Linked DNA regions of Gasterosteus aculeatus: region 2 is linked to region 1. Evidence: chromatin contacts called from public Hi-C data. All regions are on one chromosome and are shown on one strand. The core of a region is the stretch at or near the end of the contact, and the rest is flanking DNA. Distances in the headings are between cores, read along the strand shown.

Region 1 (4,794 bases), core at 2,261-4,760:
ACATACTCCTACGAGGTTCTAATCTTTACCTAAGGTATGATGTATTTGGGTTATAACTTGGTTTCTCAATTAGATTAATTCATTGCACCAATTGAAGATAGGCAATTTTAACCTCTTTTTGTGTTTTATTAATGAACACAAGCAAGACTGCAGAGATTTCAAAAGAACCTAGATGCTCATCTCGCCCCACATCAACACTACCACCTTGTGTACACAGTTGAGTCGATTCAACACATCACAACCTTCAGATCGGATGAGAACATTTGCAGTTTGACTGAAAGATTCGCCTCCTGTTGCAACATTGGCAGCTTAAAAATGTCAAACAGCAAATTGACCAAACCTTTATCGATGAAAACCCGCTCAGCATCCATCAGTGCTTGGCCTGGCTCCGCCTCCTCCCTTTCAAAGCAGTTTGTCATTTCAGTGTCTGCTTGCTGTCCTCCTTCAAAGACTTTTGCGGGGGCAAGAGGAAAACATGATTGTTGCTGACTTTGCCTATCTGGGAAACCAGATTTAGATACCAATCCTGTGCATCAGTGCCTGCACCAGCCGCCACGGCAACCGCTTCTCCCCAATTACAATAAGCATCTCACCAAAAACACACACACACACACACACACACAGAGCCAGACTGACTCAACAAACAAAGCTGTACATGGATGCTGATTATTAAGCCATTCAAGCTATTTATTAATGTCAGTTGCTGATGTATCATTGATGCTTTGTTTTGTCTACAGTCATTTTAAAGCTGATCCAAAATGATGACTGATAATGCTGTGATTTATGTTAAGGCTAAGGCTACAGTGTTTTAACAGTGGCATTTTCATAAATGGGTGCACAGCCTTTTCTGCAAATAATATGGACGAAATGCAGCATGAAACGACATTATACAATTTAGATATGTTCTTTGTGCACAAACATGTGTATTGCATCACTAATAGTTGAATTTGCGTGAATTAATGGAGCGAGATCTCACACGTTAGGATCTGTTGTCTGTTGTGAACTTGCTGTCCTCAGATGTACCCAGTTTCTTTACTCCCTACATTGCAATACACAATGGCGAGTGTTTGTCACCACGGAAACCACTAGTTTCTTGGCAACATTCCTATCATCAACTACCTTCAAATCTAATGATGGGATTGGAGCAGTCAGCTGAAAGAGGAATATTCTGAGAACAAAGTGCTGGCAAAGGCTATGGCAGTGTGATGAAGCACACAGGTTAGGGGAGAAATAATGAGGAGGTATAGAAAACGTTTTCCCTTTTGCTCCCTACCCAAAGGGTCTGTATAGACTTCTTGGACCCGCTGACAGGTGGCTTTCTAAAGCTGATAAACTCGCCACTTTGGCTTGATATTTTCATCTATAATATTTCTGAATGAAGTGTGAAAAGAACGCTATGCTTACCCACTAAATGTCAACCTGGAAATGACTTCCTGGGACGCAGTAGCACCCGAGCCACAAGTTCTTTACCCCTATTAGTAGTTTCCTCCAACTGTGACCTGTGCACCTCCCAAACTGGTACATTTTTAAAATAGTAGTTAAACTGCTCAACCTGAAGAGATCAGGGCTCCTTCTTCCAATTATGTCTGCCGGTAATATGTAGATGAGTTAATATAAACCCCTACTTTTAAAGCTCCACAGGTTTGTAATCACCATTACCAATACACAGCATTTGGTTTCAAATATCTTTATTTGCATATGATATTATTGAAGGTTCTCTTCTAAATACACCTCCCTGCTTATTTCTTCCCTCTAACGCCATCACATTTCCTAAGGGAGAACCAATTTACATTCTTGTTTTGCTCTTCAGATCCATGCCAGTTTCCATGACAACATAGTTTCACTTTCTCATCCTGTCTCTCTCTCTCCGTTGTCCTCTCATTCCCCACTGCTCCTTTATTATGTTCTCTTGACCTTCCTCCAATGTTTCATTTTCTTTCTTTCCAAATACCAGAGTCCAAATTCCTCCTCTCCTCTCATTTCCTCACCTAATTGTGCTCATTCCTCTGCTAGCCAGCAGAGAATAATGGACTCAGATAAAGCATATCTCAGGGGGTAACAGTGGGATGGAATTCACTCCATCTTTTTGCATTTTATAATGCAGTGTAGTCTCTCTGTTGGCTGTTTATTCTGTTTTTTTTGCCTCTTCGGGCTGGATTATTTCATGGGAGTGATGTCTAGAGCCTAAGAATATTCAATCAACAGAATATGCAGCTGAATATTCTTTATTTGGATTACAAGCAATACAAAATCTCCCACATAGCTTAAAGGTTTGTTTCCTTATTCTTACATTTAGCTATTTAAGCAAATAAAAGCACCAATGAGCCTTATGCCCGTTATGATTCAACATATGATGAAAGAATTATGTAGTGTGCACATCTCTACGATGACATGATTAAAATCTCAAGCCATTTAAATACTCATCTCATCTTAAACCACTTATCTGGGGTCAGGTCGCGTGGGCAACAATTCCAGCAGGGGACCGCAAACTTCCCTTTCCTGGGCCTCATCTACCAGCTCTGACTATTAAATTACTCAATGATTAAAAATGTCCGATGCCAACAGGTGTCCTAGGTCTTCCTCGGGTTGATTAACGCCCATCCTTTGTGCTTGTGTGGTTTGAGATATGTTCACAGCTCCATTTTGAACAGTATTCCACTGCAGATTTGTGATCTAGTTCTTACAAACTAGGTACAAATAATTGCAGCTCCCTCCCATAACTATATTATGGGTTGTTCAAAGCTTCATTCTACATTTTACACAATTAGTGTTGCTAACAGTTGCAAGGGAAAATACTTGCAACATGTGGGATAAAATCATTTTATTATTTGCTCTCAACCTGAAGAATAAAATTTGTTCCCATGACAATTGCTTTGGTGGGGCTAAGTGGTAGTCAGCACTACTGCTGCTTCTAGAAGTACCGTGTAAGTGGTCTTAACTCGATGAACTACTGCAGTAAAACGCAAGGGCTCTGCTACCCAAATTGGATGAAACATTTCTCCCCATGTCAACTTAGAAAAGCAGACTGTGTAATTGCAAGAAAGGCCTTTTTCATTCCAAGTTGACTTGAAAGTATGTGCTGCCAATTGCCTACTTCTGCTACCCAAACCACCAGAGGGAGTAATCAACGGAATTCCCCAAACCTGAGGCGCGCGAGCTCAGTCAACAGTGCTTTCATAGAGGCTTCTTCTTCTTCTTCTTCTTCTTCTTCTACTTCTTCTACTCATTTTAATTCCGCCACAGGACGCTGTCCATCAAAGACGTGCTCTGCGATGGAAAATGAGATTGATGAGCCTATAGTGCCTTTTAAATCACAACGACACAATTTAATACGCGGGTGGAGGTATCACAATCTTTTGAAAATACCAGGCTAGAAATATGAAATATATATACTTTTTTTTAAAGTAATTTATTTATTCTTATAGCCTCTAAGTATCCGAGGCTGAGCCAGCACAGATGTCCGGAATGACAGAACGGTGACATACGGATGCCCGTGTGGCCACGCTAATTATCGTTGGGCGGCTGGGAGCGATACGGACTCGCAGGGAAACGCAACGTCCTGCGCTTCTACAGCGCGGATAGTGGGAGTCAAGAACCGCTGCAAGGTGACGCGTCCCCTTTTCTGATTTCCAAACCGAAACTTACCACCGCGACACGCCGCGGTGCTCATCGCCGGCTGAACCTCTGCCGTCAAACGACACCAGCTGCTGCTTCTTTTTTAAAATCAAACGACGAGAACGGGACCATCTTGCGCAGCGGTACGGGCGAGCGCCGCAAGCGGTGGCGGCCACTCCGGGGAATGTCGACCCGGCCCGTCAGCGCTGACATCGGCCTCTTCTGATCTCACGCGGGCGGTAAGTTGGAGAACACGGCTAACCTTTCAAAACACTGCCCCCCCCCCCCTCCGCCGCCGCAGCGCGCTAGCTGCGTTTCAGAGCCGTCCTGCTGACGCGCGTGTACTCGTGTAACTTTCCCTTTCCCTTTTTTTTATAAAAAATGAAGTGCCCGGGTGGCTAGCGAGCCTTTTAACAAAGTTCAAATCCCGCTAGCTAGCGGCGGTTCGCTTTGCAGACGTGACGGCGACGGCAACGCGGAGCGGTTTACGAGCAAGTAGCCTAGCGCGGACGTGAGTTAGCATCATGCTAAGTTAGCCCGTGGAACCCGGCTGGCGCAGCAGCTCGCGGGCGTCGGGGTTCACACCAGGGGCATGTGCCACCTACACTCCCCACCACCAGAATGCCCTGCTTGCTCCACGTTGTGGTGTTGTTGTTGTTGTTGTTTTCACGTGCCGCACACGAACACGGTTAAAACCTGACAACGCGTGCATTGTGTGTACACGCGCTCGTCGGGAAGCTAATCTGACAGACGCAGCCGATGCAACGTTTTGAATGGTTCCGAGCTAAGCGGCTAAAGCGCGTCGAGAGGAGACCGACTGCGTGACGACGACGGCGTTACCTGTCGCTGTCACTCCGGAGAACTAATGCGCAACGCTATCTGCCTCTGTCCTGATACTCTGGTCGAGGTTGGCTTTAATTGAACCTTCGGTGAACGATGTGCGTGTAATTGAAAATGTGTGTGTGTATATATATATATATATATATATATATATATATAATTCCACGTGAGCGGGCACGTCCTGTTATGTTGCTGTCACTTACACTCAGACACGCCGGGCAGTTTATAAAGCGACCCGACAAGGCGTAGCACGTTTTGTGGGTCAAAGTTCGTTCTTAAAATGTGAATAGCATAACGACTCTTTCCCTTTTATGAGAATGTGACGGTTTTATGATGGCT
Region 2 (4,807 bases), core at 2,106-4,605, 91 kb before region 1:
GACCGCTTTGAAAGACATGAATGTCTTTGATCCAAGTCCAATTACCCTGCAGCTCCGACACTGATAGAAGTCGACACAATTTTCTCCACCAGATCTTCACTATTATTGCCGGAGAAAACCGGATTTCTGATGAGAATCAATCCATTCATTGCTGCCTTTATGTGCTAGTGGTAGGGAGTCCGTACTGTATGCGTGACGTGGATGTCATTTGACCATGAACTCACCCGCCATCTGCCAGATCCTGCATCTGTCTGATTCCTTCATACTGGGGCAGGGATCTTAAGAGGTGGGGCAGACGGGGAATCTGGGATGCAAGGAATGCAAGCTGAATGCTGCAGGATCCGAGGTGTCACAATACTGAAGATGCAAACGCACCACATTTGGACGGAGCGGGACTTTGGGAGGAAAGACGTGTGTTTTTCGGTAATGTGAAATTATTGACAAGAGCTTTTAATAAAAATATATTCTTTTTTTACCACATGACACATGGCTATGTGACATTTCCAACAAATCAGTCACAAATACACAATGTAACAGTCTCGGAGGCTCGCTTGGAATAACAATGACCACATTGGCATCGAGGTTCAATAGCAGAGCTTTGTGAATTGATTTACTGCGGCCTTCAATGCATCATTAGAAGGATTCAGGATTGCTTTTATTAAATGGGAAAAATAGGAACTCCTACTTTACAATCTTGTGGGGAACATCCCGGTCCTGCCCAGATAAACTCGCGCTTCACGTTTCTAGCATGTGATTCAAGGACCAGCAGAGAGACACCGTCTGGAAGAGCAGGGCACCCACCACCTACATGCGCGCCATGAATGTAAGAGTAGGCTAATGAAATTACGACAGGCTTTGTTTAGTTACACTAAAAAAAGTTTATGACTAGCTTCCTCGTGGGCCACTCGAGTCCTGAAGGAGAGAATATTTCAAAGCTAGCTCAAGTGTGTGTTGTTTCAGAAAATATGGTTCATGGCAGAGGTCAATCCCTCGCCTTATCCTGACAATTACTCAGGATCGAGTTTCACTGGGGAACACACAGCACACATTTGCGCTGATCCCTCCTCTGATGGCACAGCAAGACACAAGACAGTAGTGTGGACGCCTGCTACCCAATATAAACCAACTCAAGGAACGCATAGTTAAATAATCCACAATGTAAATGTGCAACATTTTAATCAAACGTTGCTACGTGGACAAATAAGTGCAGCAGAGGAAACCGACACAGAGCCACCGATAAAGGCAAAAACAATTTAAGCAGACGTTAACTATGAAGAATGATAAAGAGTATGTGTGCGTGTATTTGTGTGTTTTTATTTGTGAGTGTGTGTGGATGGTGGGGACCACGTTAACCTCTTAGCTTAATAGACATTTCCCAGGTTGAAATATGACATTGGTCCCGTCAAAACAAAACTGTGTGTTCATGATTCTTAGGGACGCGATAACGATATTCCCTATTTAATACGTCATATAACTAATAGAGGTAAGACAGCCAAGCGAAAATCATGGAAATGTCAAAATAGCAACATAAATAGTTAAAAATAAATCTATCCACTCTATTTGTATTAGTTTAACACGGCCACAATAAACAAAAGGAGAACAGGTGTTTATGATCAAGTTCTTTAACATTTTGTTAATGTGAACATTTATGTTTTGGAGGCCTGCGACGTAAGAGGTACGTAATGCTAAATATAGACACAACATATTTTCCAAACGGTTGTGGTGGTTCGGTTAAAGTCCACCAGATTTAGGATTCACATTTATTTTAATGATGAAATAGCTTGTGTCAAACATAAACAACTCTGGGGGGTTTTGCATCCTGAATGTGCGTTTTGTCATTTAATTTACATAAAACCAATGAATGTCTATTCCTTTATTTGAATTATAGACAATAACTAAGTAAAACGTGGGACTTGACGCAAAGACCTTCAGGTGAATCACAAGCCAAACGCATCACTTGGCATCAAGAGGTGGACACAGATGATGATGGCATCTTAACCACAGGCTGTTGGGAACGGACAGCTGCACATTGAGACAAAACATCAAAACACCAGCCACAGATGTACGCAATTAGAAACATGGTAGACATTTGGGGAGCAAAGGTCCATAAACTCGCATGTTATTATGGTTGATCTAACATTGCTGGAGGGAAGCCCACACTCAACAACGTTAATGGGCTTTGAGATTGGGTTTAAACATTCCACTATCTAGAATTTGCTGTCAAACTGTTTCCTATTTTGGTACTAAATCTTATAAGTGTGTGTGTGTGTGTGTGTTGGTGAATGTGAGAGAGAGCTACACAAATTAGCTCAATGTGTTTCCAATCATTAGCAAATTCTACGCTTCCTGTTTGTGTAAATATTTTCCTATTTTGTTTTTTTATTTTTCCAAGAGAGCAGGGTAGAATAATCCAGCCTGACCTCCCTGCCCCGTTGTTTCCTATTCATCACGTGGGACGGGGCTCCTCCTGCGTCGGCATGCCTGAGACCTGGGCCCGTTGTGACCCCCTCGCCATGGCTGGTGGGAGAGGTTAGTCCGAAATGGATGGACTCTCCAAAGGTCACGAGCGGCAGCCACAGATACCAATGAATGACAGCTGTGAGGGCACTTTAAAGTTAGCACGGTCAACTTTTAAACTCAATGCAAAGACAGCAGTACCTTCTTTTGGATATATGTGCTCATATTCCATTTCTCCATGGATTGATAAGGTGTAATTGAAGAATATATATAAAAGTTAGTTACGCTACATTTGAAGGAATAAAATGCATGTTAAACCTCTTTCGAAAACTTTCCGCAACTTTAAAATATGACATGATAAATCTTTCAGCCTAGTATTGTTGTTGGCTGTTTGGAATGAGGAATTACCAAACGTAGCAGGAGTTTGATTTCTCTGTGTGTTTCCTGAAGAAGGTGCTTGTTAAGTATCCTCCTGCTAATCCTTATTCTAACGTTAGTCTGGAAGAAAATACTGGTTTATTTTCTCCTTTCAGTAATTGACTCATAGCAAGACATAGAAAAGGTTTCTGGCAAAATGGTGCCAGCTTCTCAAACGCTGTTTCTTGTTTGTTGTTGTCGTTTGCGTAGTCTCATCCTGTCCCCTCACCTCTCATAGCTGCTCCCTTTGGTCCTCTGCATGAGGCACCGATGTGTGAAGCAGTTCTCTGAGGAAAGGCTAAACAAACAGGGCCGGCCCGGACACAAAGAGTCCGCCACTCAGAGACATGTGGCAGCAAAACCTTCTCAATCTTGCAGCTCCCACCCCCACACCCCCCCTGCCCCCCCTTCCCCTCTGGTACAACGCTGATCCCCTCACAGTCCTACGGCAGCAGCACAGAGGCTGCCCTGTGCGTGGAGCCGAGAGAAGGAAAGATGGAGGAGGAGGGGGTGCAAATTCTGATTCCTATTCACTGAATGTCAGCACCTCACAAAGGGGACCGCATGACACTGCCACTAAATCAGAGTTAATGGACTCCTTTCTCAGTCCCGCCAACATGACAGGGGGCGTGTGTGAGAGAGTAAAGGGGTGTGTGGGAGAGGGGCGGGGGTTGGTGAGGGTGCCTGTTTGCCCCATTGAAGGGGCACATGGGCCAATGAGCCTTGTGTTATATATTGTGATCACATTGACAAGGGAAGTGTGTTTTCCATGGGCATTAAACAGCTCGCCCGAAGGAAAGCGCCGCGTCTCCTTCAACGGACATTTGTTTTAAGCGGTCCATGATTCCGAGGATGTGTCGCTCTCTATAAATCCAGCTAGTGATTCAAAAAAGACGAGTGTTAATCACAGGTTTGTTTGACTGTTCTGTCAAGACTCTTTTGGCAGCACTGATTTGTGTTTAACACGCATAACATCAATCTTAAGACTCCAAAGAGTACGTAGAACACTCCACAAACCATGTTGTTGCGAAGGTAATCCATCAGACTGATAAAGTGAAGGTAAAAGGGATCCACGGGGCTCGTGAGGCAATTGTTGATTTGCATGTGAACACCTGATTCACAAAGAGGAGCCAGACTGCCGGACAGTCATTTCTGAGCCGCTTTTCATCCGCCCAACAGGGCAGAACCTAATACGACCAAACCCCCCCCACCCTTGCAACGCCGTCTTGGAGGCGATTGCGGGGATGAGTGAGGATGGCATTGGTGTCACTTGGCAAGTATTCATGACCCCCCCCCCCCCCCCCCCCACCCTTCACCTCAGACTGCACAGGGGAGATGCAGAGAGACAGAGGCGGAGAGACATGGAGCCCCAGGTACCGACCTCATTAGAAGATAAAAGCAACCTTTCTCCGTGACCTCTGACCCCGGAGGTTGCCATGGAGCCTTCCAGTCGAGGCATAGATGGAGCATGCTGGGATCGCTCACAGCAGGGTAATGACTATGTGCCTCTGTGAGAATTATTAAGCCCCTACCCCACCCCCCCCTCTCTCATACACGAATCCATATTCGTCCACATTCATGCACAGAGCTGATGTTTTGCTGGAGCTCCCTCGCTTTCCGCTTTGTTCCTGTTCAACCGTTCCAACGGTGAAGCTCATTACATCCCTGAGTTCACTGATGATGTGTGAGGAGGACAAATTCTGATTGTCCAATGACAGTATGCTGTAAAGCGACCCGTAACTTTTTTCTCTGCTTAAATCTTCTCGGCAATGTGGCCATGTATGGTGCTTGTTTTCAAACTTTATTCTTTTGTGTCATTGTTGTATACATTTGTTGTATTTAATCCTTAAATGGGATTATAACTCGGTCAGAGCCAGACTGTCAGTGATTGCTTTAAAAAGATTCTACCGGTTACAGTGAATTCCATTTGATT

Evidence for each region. Hi-C and Micro-C count contacts between places; a contact is called where the count stands out from the background.
Region 2: a Hi-C map of blood and trunk muscle shows a contact between it and region 1, with 2.9 times the contacts expected there. The contact joins the enhancer-like site here to the promoter of bcl9l in region 1. A contact is called at or near these places in 6 of 6 Hi-C or Micro-C datasets (blood and trunk muscle, liver, skeletal muscle and 2 more).

The regions. Positions count from the first base shown.
Region 1 is chr1:16,360,039-16,364,832 of fGasAcu3.hap1.1, reverse strand. bcl9l (bcl9 like) reads left to right here and starts at 3,510. Exons shown (of 9, transcript XM_040177651.2): 1 at 3,510-3,854. It overlaps LOC144410222 (a long non-coding RNA gene), which reads right to left and starts at 4,575. Exons shown (of 2, transcript XR_013468155.1): 1 at 4,456-4,575; 2 at 1,932-3,267.
Region 2 is chr1:16,451,144-16,455,950 of fGasAcu3.hap1.1, reverse strand. LOC120822949 reads left to right here. Exons shown (of 10, transcript XM_040182951.2): 10 at 1-483. Among protein-coding and RNA genes, the nearest start is that of LOC120822949, 7.1 kb to the left of the region's middle. Within about 2 kb of position 3,355, at least 2 of the 9 cell types and tissues checked have open chromatin away from gene starts, as enhancers often do.